Regions from separate parts of the Anas platyrhynchos genome. Here region 1 is linked to region 2. The links are chromatin contacts, called in public Hi-C maps. All regions are on one chromosome and are shown on one strand. The core of a region is the stretch at or near the end of the contact, and the rest is flanking DNA. Distances in the headings are between cores, read along the strand shown. Region 1 holds the start of THOC2 (THO complex subunit 2). Region 2 overlaps STAG2 (STAG2 cohesin complex component).

What was found. A called contact is a pair of places that touch in the nucleus more often than the background predicts.
Region 1: a Hi-C map of subcutaneous adipose tissue shows a contact between it and region 2, with 1.5 times the contacts expected there. The contact joins the promoter of THOC2 here to the enhancer-like site in region 2. A contact is called at or near these places in 2 of 8 Hi-C or Micro-C datasets (liver and subcutaneous adipose tissue).

The regions. Positions count from the first base shown.
Region 1 is chr10:2,313,508-2,320,439 of IASCAAS_PekinDuck_T2T, forward strand. It overlaps THOC2 (THO complex subunit 2), which reads left to right and starts at 4,711. Exons shown (of 39, transcript XM_038184145.1): 1 at 4,711-4,885. The coding sequence starts at 4,824.
Region 2 is chr10:2,235,140-2,241,305 of IASCAAS_PekinDuck_T2T, forward strand. The region is part of intron 1 of STAG2 (STAG2 cohesin complex component); the gene reads right to left. Among named protein-coding and RNA genes, the nearest start is that of STAG2, 29 kb to the right of the region's middle. Within about 2 kb of position 1,647, at least 2 of the 8 cell types and tissues checked have an H3K27ac peak or open chromatin away from gene starts, as enhancers often do. A contact at or near this core is called in subcutaneous adipose tissue, where this site is marked.

The DNA of each region.
Region 1 (6,932 bases), core at 3,461-5,960, 81 kb after region 2:
ATATGTAAGTTATATCTATATAGATATATAGATATATTACCTGGTGGATGAGGGAAAGGCTGTTGGTATAGTCTGCCTAGACTTCATGAAGGCCTTTGATACGATCTCACACTGTATTCTGGAGAAGCTGGCAGCCCATGGCTTGGACATGTACACTTTTTGCTGGGTTAACAACTGGCTGGACAGCTGGGCCCAGAGAGTGGTGGTGAACGGAGTGAAATCCAGCTGGTGACTGGTCACCAGGGGCTAGTGTTGGGGCCCATCCTCTTTAATATCTTTATTGATGACTTGGATGAGGGAATTGAGCGCACCCTCAGTAAGTTTAGAGATGACACCAAGTTGTGGGGAACAGTCAGTCTGCTGGAGGGTAACAAGGCCCTGCAGAGGGACCTGTACAGGATGGGTCGATGAGCAGAGGCCAGTGGGATGAGGTTCAACATGGCTCAGTGCTGGGTCCTGCAACTTGGCCACAACAACCCCATGCAGTGCTACAGGCTTGGGGAAGAGTGGCTCAAAAGCTGTGCAGAGGAAAAGGACCTGGGGGTGCTTATTGATGCTTGCCTGAACACGAAGAGGCCGTGAGCCCAGGTGGCCAAGAAGGCCGACAGCATCCTGGCTTGTACCAGGAATAGCGTAGCCAGCAGGACCAGGGAGGTGATTGTCCCCCTATACTCTGCTCTGGTGAGGCCACACCTCGAGTGCTGGGTTCAGTTTTGGGCCCCTCACTACAAGAAAGACATTGAGTTTCTGGATGGAGTGTGTCCTGAGAAGGGCTATGAAGCTGGTGAAGGGCATGGAACACAAGTCCTATGAGGACCAGCTGAGGGAACTGGGGTTGTTTAGTCTGGAGAAGAGGAGGCTCAGGGGAGACTTTATTCTCTCTTCAACTACCTAAAAGGAAGCTGTGGGGAGCTGGGGGTCGGTCTCTTTTTGCAGATAACTAGTGATAGGACTACAAGGAATGGCCACAAGTTGCACTAGGGAAGATATAGGTTGCAAATTAGGAGACATTTCTTCTCAGAAAGAGTAGTCAGGCATTGGAATGGGTTGCCCAGGGAGGTAGTAGAGTTACCATCCCTTGGGGTGTTTAAGGAAAAGTTGGACATGGTGCTTTAGAGACATGATTTAGTGGGTAATATTTGTGGTAGGGGGATGGTTGGACCAGATGATCTTAGAAGTCTTTCCCAACCTGAGTGATTCTATGATTCTATATGAAACAAGAAAAATATACTGCTTCATCTGATGATAATTTCTGAGAAAAGACTTCATTTTTTGTGGATTTATAAGAAAACTTTACATAATACACTACCTATGCTCAGTTAGTATTCTTAATTATTTTTATTTAAAAAATGTAAAAAAAAAGACATTTGGAACTGAGAATTGCAATGCTTTGAAAATTGTTAATAATTCTGAGATACGTATTAATATATTTACAGAATAAAAACAAAATCTCAGGACCTGACTTTGCAATTCTTTACATAAAAGGATAATTTCACTTATGTCTAGTCCTCAAGTTTCAGCAGATAAAATCACTCACCAGCATAAATGTTCACAAATGGGGTTTATAAATGGATTATAAGTATATTACAAACTATTTACCACTGAAGAGAATTCCAGTACAGCAGCACCTACAGATAATGCATTTCATTTACTGTAAATGTTGCACCATTCATCACAACTTAATTACCCCACTTATGGCAAATGAAATGTATAGAAAACATAGCAAATATAGTGATGCTGACATGGTATATTTTTTTAATATAATTGGCTGTACTTTAATCCCAGGCCTAGTTATTTAATTATTTAAGCATTTAATAAGCTACTTAAGTAACAGCCCAAACTTTACAATAATGAAATGCTCTTTTAATGAGTCACCATTGAATGGCTGATCTACAAGACTCTTATGGTTTTGTTGTTGTTGTTGTCTGTTTGTTTGTTTGTTTGTTTTTTAATTCTTTTCGGTGACATTCACATTGCGAAATTTTAGAAACCATGAAATCACATAAAACTCTCATCCTTCGAAAGCTGCATCATACTTTAATGATATTTTAATTGTGTATATCCTAAGATTCAGATATCCAAAGATATTTCTAGGTCTAAAGTTGCAGACATGACTGTGGGACAAACGTACTAAAACCATATAGTTATGAGACCATCAATGCCCATGGGAGCCAGCTAAATGATCTGCTTTTGCAAAATCTTTTTATAGTTCCAACTGCACTTTAATATCTTTTAAAATTGGCTTTAATGTCACTAACCGCTGTGATCACTAGCTAAACTGTAAATGTTATATAATACTACTCATTTATTAGGGCTACATGGCATCGTACTACTCTTACAGACCTAGTCCATGGGCCATTTGCTACAAAAGTCCACAGACCTTGAATCACTAAAAATTGGCACTGCACTGAAGTCTCTGCATGAAGTAAACATACATATATATATATTTATATATAGATTGTTAAAAAGTAAGTTCATAGCCCTGGCTGAGAGGGAAGATGGCATTTTTAGAGAAATTCTCTTCTATTCATCACTATCTGTCAAGGGATCTAAGGTAGAGGTCAACAGATGTAAGCATTTGCAGAAGCAACAGTCATTATTTTGCATGACTATGCAATACTGAACATTTGTCTCTTCTCTACAACTGAATAATTTGTATGCTTTAAAGCCATATTCAGTTATGCAAGCCTTTATTTCAGTTTCCAATTATTTGTCTGTTAGGTTGTTCCCTTGTCAAATTACAAAATCCAAGTAAAAGAGAAGTTGGAGTTTCGAAATCTATAGTTGTGACACTGCTGCTGTGATATTTGCATTAGTATTGGAAGACAAAAACTTGTTAATATGAAACACTGTTATAATGAAAATAAGCGTAAGGCTGCTATACTGACCTGAAATGGCTTTTCTTATAACCCATAACCAATGATCTTGATAATGAAGTGATCAGCTTCTAACAAGAAATATATCAGCAAGCATGAGTATACACTTTCCATAGATTTTATAGCTATTACTTATTACTAGTATAAGCTCAGTTAGATTTTCAAATTGTTTCTGTCACATATATTTCTACATTGTGTGTAATAACTACATTTATCTTCAACCCATTCTGTGATGAATATCCTTTACAAAAATAGTTTGGTTTCCTTGGATGAACTTGGGATGTAATCTTTTTGCTCCTGCAATGACTAGATGTCTTTAGTCTTCTGTTATTTTCTCAATAGTCTCCTTTCATCCTCATCATGAAGGTAAAATTCAACTTGTTCACATTCAGTCCTTGCACAGTTTTGGGAAGACATAATGTGCTGCCTGTCCAAATTAAGTATTTCTTAACTTATATATCTTTGTTAGCAACTGAAAGAAATTAAGAAAAGCTTGGGGAGACTTGCAGGGATGTAAAACATCTAAGATGGGCATGCGTATTAGGGATCATCTATGTAGTTGTTTGCTGTACATTTAATGAATATCATAATTTATTAAAATATTTTATCCCCAATCTTGTCAAGGGGTAATGAAAAATATTTTAATTTTCAAAATAGTGCCCAAACAGGAATTGAAAAGCTAATTTGGTCATTTATTGGTAAAAAAGCTGTGTCAACAGATGAAGACTATCTGCATTTTATTTTGAAAGACAAAACCTCTACATCTTGCAACATGGTTTACAAAGGATGTAGAGATGGTTCATCATTTTGGACAAGGGTCCCTGCATTTTGAGTAACTAGGGTTTTAATTTTTTGCAGTTCCAAATAATTAGGAAAACTGAACACATGCACACACACACGTACTCTTTTGTTCAGTGCTTTCCAAATATGTAGAACTTGAATGACAAGTAAAATACCCTGAAAGACTCGTTGAGGGTGACTTAAGCTTCAGGTGCATTGCATTCTGAAAATTTTATCATCATCTTTGTTTCTGTTATATTCTTTCCTTTAAGTTTCAGTTCTGTGTGTTGGCCCTCAGTTGGTCGGCCATTCTAACTTTGTCCGTTTTGCTCGTGTGACAGTGGCTCACAGATCTGTACAAAGCTATGTGGTACTTGCACAGCACCTCGCTTTGGGTCACTGTCAATTAGACGAGTAAATTGCTTATGCGGAAAGCCACATCTGAAAAACGTTTAATCTATTTGTTGGAATAAAAGGCACGAGCAGATTGTTTGCGTGTGCTTGTTAACTCGCACCCTTAAATTGAGTCTCTTCTCTGTGACTCCAGGTGAAGAGTTACCCCCAGTGCTGTGATGATTTTGGGGAACAGCAGTTCAAAACAACGGTTTTGGGGAGCACAAAGGAGTCGTTCATACCCTTTCCATAACATGCTTTACTTTCTGAAGAAAATTGAATGTGTTACTGCCATCAATGAATCTGGAATCTGAATTGAGAGCCTACGATACAGGACACAGCCCACAAATTACGTTTCGCGTGCATTTAACGCTTCTAACCAGCCATCTCCGCACGATCCCTTAGCTCCGTCTCTAGGAGACCATGGCCTACATTAATTTCCACAGAATTACCGAGGGGCCCGCCCCATCCGTCCTGAGCCCCCCTTAGGGCCGGGGACGGCTGAGCAGTGCCCGCAGCCGCGGACTGGAGGAGGCGGCCTGAGCGGCCTGCAACCCGCGGGACGAGCGCTGGGGGACGGGGCCACAGCCGCAGGGGGGCGAGGCCGCCCGCTCAGGGCGCGGCTTCGCAACCGCGCATGCGTCAGTGGCTGCGAACGCGCCGTCTCCCAGGGCACAGCTCGAGCGGCTCCCGTCGTGCCCCGCGGCTCGCCGCGTCCCCTCTGACCCGCGGGCGCTGCTCCCCCATCCGGGCTCTCGGCGGCACACGGGGAAGATGGCGGCCGCGCTCCCCGCCGAGTGGATAAAGAACTGGGAGAAAGCGGGCAAGAACGAGTTGTGAGTGCGGGGCCGCGGGCCTGGGGGGGCAGGGGGGAGAAAAAAAGGGGGGGCCTGGGCCTGAGTGCGGCTGCGGGGGGCGCTGTGGGCTTCCTGGGGCCGGAGGGCCCGGCCGCTGCCCCCCTGGGCCCGGCTCCGCCGCTCGCTGCCGGGCCTCGCCGAAGCTCGCCCCCGCCGGCCGGGCCCGGCCCGCCTGTTGCCCGAGCGCCCTCTTCCTGCGCTGGGCCGGGTGAGCGGGTGCCAGCTCCTACCCCCCCCCCCTGAAGGAGCCTTGTCACCGCCACGGCCTGTCAGGCCCGGGCCTCGGCCCCCGTTCCGTTTTACTGCCCGTTGGCAGGTGGCCGGCGCTGCGTTCTGCGGCTCGCTCTAGGTGGGGTCAGTTGGCCGGCCCCAGTCATCCTGCGAGGTAACGCCTGGATGCCAGAGGGTCTGGCTGCAGCTTCCCAGAGCGATCTGGGTGTGCTAGGGGCTTCCTTTTCAGGGCTTTCCTTCTGTTTGTCTTAAGCAATCGCTGTTCGGCAGGTTTGCTAGCCATGTTGCCTGCTGTGTTCAAGGGTCGGGGGGTTGTTCACCACTTCGTCAATTTCTTGTTATTACCTTACCTTGGACGAGAGTGTTCTATTTACCAACCACATAGCCGTAAATGCTCAGTTTTTTGTTTTTTTTTTTTTTTTTTAAATTCGTGTTGTAACTAAAAAAACATCAAGTTTCAATCATAGGCATTTGGAGGATCACTATATGAGATACACTTTTGGATATTCACTACTTATGTTATTTTCTTTTGTTCATCTATTTTAGAAGGTTGTACAGCTAGGGTAATGATCTTAAAGAAAGAGGTAGCGTTGTAGGGAATAAACAACACAGAGGCTCTCTGCACAAAACTGTATTTTCCTTAGACCCTCCATTTTGTAATGAAGGGATGCCCCTCTCTAGCCATTGTTGTATTTGAATTGTGCTAGAACAGTTATGGTGTTGTCATGTCACTTTAATGTGTTTTGATATAAATGATGCAAGGTGAACGGAAGTCCGTTCAATAGCTGGATTTCTGACAGCAATAACTTACGTGTTCAGGAGCCCCCAGATGATGCTGAAGTTCATATTGATACCCTTTCAGTCTCTCTCATAAAACTCATAGGTTTTATGGCAATAGCTGAACGATATTTAGGCAACAAGTAGAGCCTTTTGATTGAATTTGAGTGAATGAACAACAAAGAATGAAGTATATAAATGGATACATCTCTTAAAAATGCACAAGTGGCTATAATAAAACAGACCCTGGTTTTGTATGGTGTTATTTTGTGAAATCCACTTGCTAGTCTCCTTCTATAATGGTTAAGTCATTTTTTGCCCTATGTATTTCAAATATGGTGATGATTTTTGTAGCTTCATTGTTATGGATATGGAAACTGTATGAAGATCGCATGAGGACAGAAATTTTATAGTTGATTTGGTAATGACGGTTGCACTGTTTGAATTGAATTCTTGGAACTTCAACAGTGGAAGGAACTTTAGGCCATGCTAACGCCTTCCATTTCCCCTCCAGTGGTACTCTGTACGGATGAACAGGGAGAAAATGATAACCTGTTGTGGGCCAATAAAATAGGCTAGATTCCTGTATTTGTGGCATTTATTCCAAAGTATTTATTCCAGATACTGCTTAAATGCAGTTCCAGACGTGATTTTATCAGTAGTTGGCAGAAGAAGCCATCCATTTTAAAGGAAATGTGATTACTTGGATAAGGGCTACCAATTTTTACAGTGTTCGTTTTATAAATGTGGAATATGCATGAAAGTATTTTCTGGAAGCAAAACAATGTATCTGTAGCTTTATATCTTAGACAACTTTTTACTAAACTAAGTTTTCTTGAGAGTGCTTCTTAGTGTTTAACTTTGTCTTTCTTTTTCCAAAGCTTTTAATCTCCCGTTTTGCTGGAGGAAAATAAAACTGTGATCTTTCTAAAATGAACCATTTAATAAGGCAGCGTTCTGGAAGCGAAGTAGTAGTGACCATTTACTTTGTAGGAATTGTTCTAATTCTTTTTTTCAA
Region 2 (6,166 bases), core at 397-2,896:
TGTCTCATTAATACCACCTATTTACAGTAATAAAGTTACCTATTCCATAAAATTGATGGTACTGAGATAGAAATCAAGTTAACCATTTGTTTACACAATTAACACTTTTTCAGTCTCCTATATAAAAAGGAAATTATCTTCCTACCAGTTCTTGCAAAAGTATTTCTCAAAAAGCAGTATAATACAATCACATGGGAATCTTTTGAAGAAAAAATATAAAAACCATGTAAAATGACAGGCAAATGATTAAATTATGTAATTTCTAAATCAAAGAGTCAAATCACCTGATAAAACCAGCTGGCTGGAGTTTATATCCACTTGCACTTCTTGGAAAAAACACTCATCTTAGGCCAAGCAACAGATGAAGAAAAAAAAATGTCATTGCTTGGACATAACCACTTCATGAAAATAGGAAGTAAATATCTAGTAATTCAAGACGCTGTATAGAGTTTAGCTACTAAGATTTAAGTTTCAAGAATTGTTTTTATTGAAGGAAGTAGAAGAAACTTGGCCCTCATGAGCGCAACTATATACTAGTATTAATGGAAGAGAGTAGTTTCAGGTGACTGCCCTGCAAGAATACAAGAGCTAAGGCTGTAAGGGATCTCCAGTACCAAGCTCAGGCCCCAGGAATGACCAAAAAAATAAAAACAAAAAAAAACCACCTTGCATTAGTTCCAGTAAGGGCTCATTTTTAAAGTTTTACATACATAAAGATTATAAGAAGGACCTTGGAGTCTTGCCAAGTAGGGTCAAGCTAACCCAGCACTTCCTCATGGGCAGATGCCGGCAGAAGCTGCTCAGGGAAGAACCCATTTGCTTTGTTTTTACTGGTGATGTTCTCCTTGACTTCTCCCTCCAACATTCACAAATAAGTCGGGGATTTTTTTCAGCCAAACACATTATTTCTGCATTTCACAGAACAGAATCAGTATTTTTCCATGAATATTCTATTACTTTTTTAACCCAATATTTAGCTGTCATGATATTCACACAAGAGCTTCCACAACCAAACTGTATAATATAAAGAAGCACGTTCTTATCCTTGAGCTCAACATTTTCTAATTTTATTTGGTGTTCATGGGTTTTAGTATTGGGAAAGACTGGTAGTGGCCATTCCCCTAATATGCTTGATCTCAGTAAATGCCTTTTAGAAATTCAGGGTGCCTGCCAACATGTATTCTTCACACACGGATCTGATGACTCACTCAAAGCACACTGTTTGGGAAGTTGATCAGAAGGAGGAAAACTGTCCGTACAAGCATTCTACCAGAACTTTTAAAACATCAAATTCTTCATAGTGCAGTCTGAAAGGAAGAAAGTAAAATTTATGCAGATGCCATTCCAAGCAATGAAAGTACATTAAAAAAAAATACATTAGCTATTAATGTGCTCTAATAAGCATATTTTTTCAGTATAATCAATACACCTAAACTTAAGAGCATCATAAAATGCAGTTCTTCGGACTTTTTTGTTTGTTTGTTTTGTGTATTTGCATGTTCACAGCACTCTAACTTTAATTTTCCTAAGCATATACTGAAATCTCCCACTCTATGAGAAGTTTCAAAAGTCACTCAACTTTGTGAAGTCATAATTAAATTATTAACTATAAAAATAAAATGTATCCTGCTGAAAGATCACAAGGTGGAGCTCTAGCCTAAAGCTAACTGAAGAAACTCCAAAAAGACAGGTCATCCAGAGGCTGACCTAGTTATTTCTGTGCAATAAACTTTGTAACAGATTGCTAAAACAGCAGTAATATTGTAGCACATTTTCTTAAGATTTATATATAAATTGCATAAGGACACTGGAAGACTCCTACATCTTTCCTGAAATTAATGCACGTAACACGTTTGATTCAGTGACTCTTCCAAAGACGGAAATGCATCTCGCTGCTGTAGTACAACCAGTCTCCTGTAAGTAGCTTTCGAAAGCAAGAAGAGGAATTTCGAAATACACTTTAATAGCAGAAATAACATAACCCCTTCCTGTATCTTGCTAGATTTTTGCAAACAAAATGTCAACAAACTAAAAAACATTAGAACAAGAGAAGTAGTCAGAGAACACTAATCATATATAACGTTGCTAACTCTAAATGTAACAGTTTCCATTTAAACTAATTTTACTCTTAAAAGAACTAAGCATGAACAACTACAATTAGAATGTGTCTTCACTGAAAAACAACTTCATTACATGCACAGGCTAAACAAACACAAATATAAGCCAGCCAGAAGCCTTTGTTAAGTGTATGTGTATATACACAAACACAAAATACAAAAAATTACAAGGTCTGTCCATGAAACCTAAGTTTCATGCTCTCATGTAAAAGCACTAACTTGAGTGTTATTGCATGAACTCGTGGCAGAACAATTCAGGTAGCTGGTTTTTGGTTTGAGATGGATTCTCCAAAGTACACACACACAATTCCCACCCTATTATTTGGAGGCTTTCTTTTTGGGGGGAACACAGAGATCATAGAATCGCAGTATATCTCAAGTTGGAAGGGACCCACGAGGACTGAGTCCAACTCCTGGATCCCCAGCGGAAAACGGCTACGTGAACAGGACAAAGATTTAGTAAATGCAGAATGACTGTTCAGAGGTGTATTGATTTTTCACTGTAATTCAGTTAATCATCTGTAAAAAAAACAGGGACCTCACTTTCTTTATTCAGAAAATTAGAACTTGAAAAATTGCAATGCACTCAGCTGTAGAAATGATAATGGCTCAAGAAGTTCATCCCTGAATTATTTATCTACCCATGAATGAGAGGTGCTGATGCTTCAGAAACAATTACACAGTAGTGACAGTTAAAATGCTAGCCAGATCAAAGTTTAAATCAAGGACCAAAAGTATTCCCAATATTTTCCTGAAATAGTTGGAAAACTAAAGTAGAAGAGAAAGCTGGTACAAACTACAGTGTTCCCCTCACTCTTTTTCTGAGAAATCAGGATATGCTTCAACTTTTGTTTTTATAAAATACAGTTTGTTTGTTTGCAAATAAGTATGCTTCTCAACACTGCTGTTGCAGTCATCTCCACAAACAAGACTAAACAGTGGATTTTTAGGCAAGATTTTGAGCAACTCCATGACATTCCCTACAGGCCTGCAGGAGCATTATTTGTACTAATATTACACAACCTAGTATTTCAACGGCCAACAAGCTTTAAAGCAATCCTGTAATTTGAGTAAAATACACAAAACGTACTTCAAGTAGCATTCTATATTGTAAGAAACTGTACTTCAACATGATTTAGTTATAACTGTATCAGCAGTTTGATCATATTATCATAGCATAATCAAGACTAAACTGAACAATAATGCAATTAAAACCTTTAGATGTGTGGTTATTTTCATATTTTTTGCTTAACAGCTAAGTCTCAAGCTTCCTTTACAAGACCACCTGGAATAACCATCAATCTACACTCCTCCATGCTCACCAGCAGACAGTGTACCTACACAGAAAATACCAAAAGGCAGTGAACAGTTAACAAGCCAACAAATAACCTAAATGACCTCATTTGTACCGATCTTGTATTTTCAACCTATTTCTTCACTTTTTTTTTTTTCTTTTCTGATTTTCCAGCTCGTACACCACCTCTACACCACTTTGTGAACATCTTTCAGTTCCTCTTCATCTTTCAAAAACCAAAGAAGCGATCTTATGGTGGCCAGTTATGTTATGCTGTCACACCGCCACTTTTATTCCCTGACCTGCTGTTTATTCAATGTTTATAGTATTTGCTCTTTAGCTGACGCAAATGGTTCACTGGTAAAGTGGTAAATTGCCACCCCAGATGATGCTTTTGTGACACACCTACGATATTGTAACCATGGGCTGCTGCTGGAAGCAGTGGCCTTCCTTCCCACTCCACTCACCAAACACAGCAAGTTCCCACTCACTCCTCTCTTCTAGCACTCAACTGAGGCAAAAGCAAGAAAGGTCTGAAAACAAAACTGTATTTTCTTCTTGGCATGGTCAACTCTCCACTGGACTGGACAACAGAACCACATCACCCTGCAGCCACATGAGGCACCCACCAGGCATGTACCAGTGGCAGCTCAGACCCACCTGACAGAGCTCCCTCACTGCCTCCCTTGCAGCAGCAGCACCAAGAGGAGTAACGCCCAGCTGAAGTCCTTGTGACAGCTATTGCTAATTCTCCCACCCAACCTCAGTAGAGCCCACAGCAAGCCGACTGCTTGCAGCTCTGGGTGCCGCAGCCTGCAAGAAGGGCTGGGTCCCCACCAGGCAGCACCCACCCACTAGTTGCCATGCTCTGAGGCCCACCCATGCCCATGATGCCTTCTCAAGGTGTTCTCCCTGCCTTTTTCCACACGCGGTTCCTGCATTTCATTCGGTAGCAGGCCATGCTGTGACGGCGGGGCACCTTGCTCCTGCAGGCGAGGAGCGCAGCCATGAGGTGAAGGCGGCTGCCAGGCCTGCTGCTGGCCAGGAGAAAGCCAGGCACTGGGAGAACACCAGTCCCCACAGACAATGCGCACACCACTGAACACTACAGCAAGTTTATTTCACAGTTTAATGTCTTTAAATAGGTTTTATTTGAGGGGTGGGAATATAAAAGACATGAAAAAGGCTAAAACCTAAAATAAAGGTTTAGACTTGAATATGAGTCTAGAAATTTGAAAAGAGAATTACAGACCAGGACCTCCGTACCATCCTAATAACTGCCAACCCCAACTTCACCATCAAATAGTCCACCCAACTCATTACAAATGATTTTTTGGATTTCTGCTTGTTTTATTACATAAGTAGGTGGAACATCTATTCTGGAAGGGAGAGTTTGCTATGGTGCTTCATGGGTCATACAATTACTCATGGAAATACCATTAATAACATCAATATCCTTAATACACTAAGTGAAATACTATTCCATGGTGTAAATATAGTTTTGGTATTGAACCATATGAAGTTTCTGTATCTGTATTTAGTAATTTATATTGTCAAGTAAATTGTTTGAAACAAAAGATACAGGCATTACAAAATACTGAAAAATGAGTTAACTGTACAATAAGAGCAACTGCTACTATTAAAAGGGAAAAAAAAGTACCTGTAATACTTTTTAAATATTCCACCCAACGATATTCCTGAGCATCTCTAAAAGACACCTGAAAATCCCAGACATCTTTAAAATGTTTTGATTTTAGATGTCTTTTTCAAAAAGGTAAAGGTATGATAACAAAAGTGAAAGTTATACCTCATTGTGTCTGTCACATCTTCTCCTGCCAAAGAAGAAATGGCTTCCAGATGTTGTAGTCTGAGTGGAAAATGAGGCTCTTAGGATGAATAAAAGCCAAGTCGGATGACAACCAAAATTAAAAAAAAAAAAGCCACATATGCCTATTTTAAAAAAAGCCAAAAGAAGTACTAATTGATTTATGATACAAGGCCAGCACACCTCATCCACCTAAATGCCCCAAGTTTCCAAACTGAACTGTAGAACACATTCCCCCTCACACATTGACGTTTCCAAAATGCATAACCCGTCAAAACCTTGGCTCTTGCATAAGTTACTGTCCACAGCAAACAGGTAACCAGCTACATAAAAGACAGAACCAGCATTGTTCAAACAGACAGCCCATGGTGATGAACGGCTTCAGTACCCTCTGCAGAGGTAGGGTTTTCCAACAGACGAGATATTCCATCTGGCAAGTTCTATTTTTTGTTCTCACACTGATCAATGCAAGCCTGCAAGTTGCCTCACTTTGTAGCAGCCTCAGCTTCCCCTCCTACCACACAGGTTTTCCTCTTTGAGAAGTCCAGGTCACTGGGGCTTTGTGCCCATGACTTTGTTTGGGCCTTTCTATGAGCAACTGCATTCGATTATAAACTCTGGCGGGGGGACCATATGGTACACACTACGTAGCATCAGCCACTGCTATAACACACTCGATATTAGATGACTCAAATATGGGAAAACCCCTTAAAATAAAACTACTGAAGAGCAGAACGTAAAACCTCTCAAGCACATCTCAGAGTGAGCTCCTACCAGCCCAGGTCACATTGCACTTTGGCTAGCCCTTTGAAGAGCCCAATGTATTTCTCTGCGCTGCAATCCCAAGCCTTCTGAAATAAGAGAAAAGGAAAGAGCAGTTTGGTTCTGTGTTTTGTCAACTCAGATCCACCAGAGTTTATTAGCTGAAGC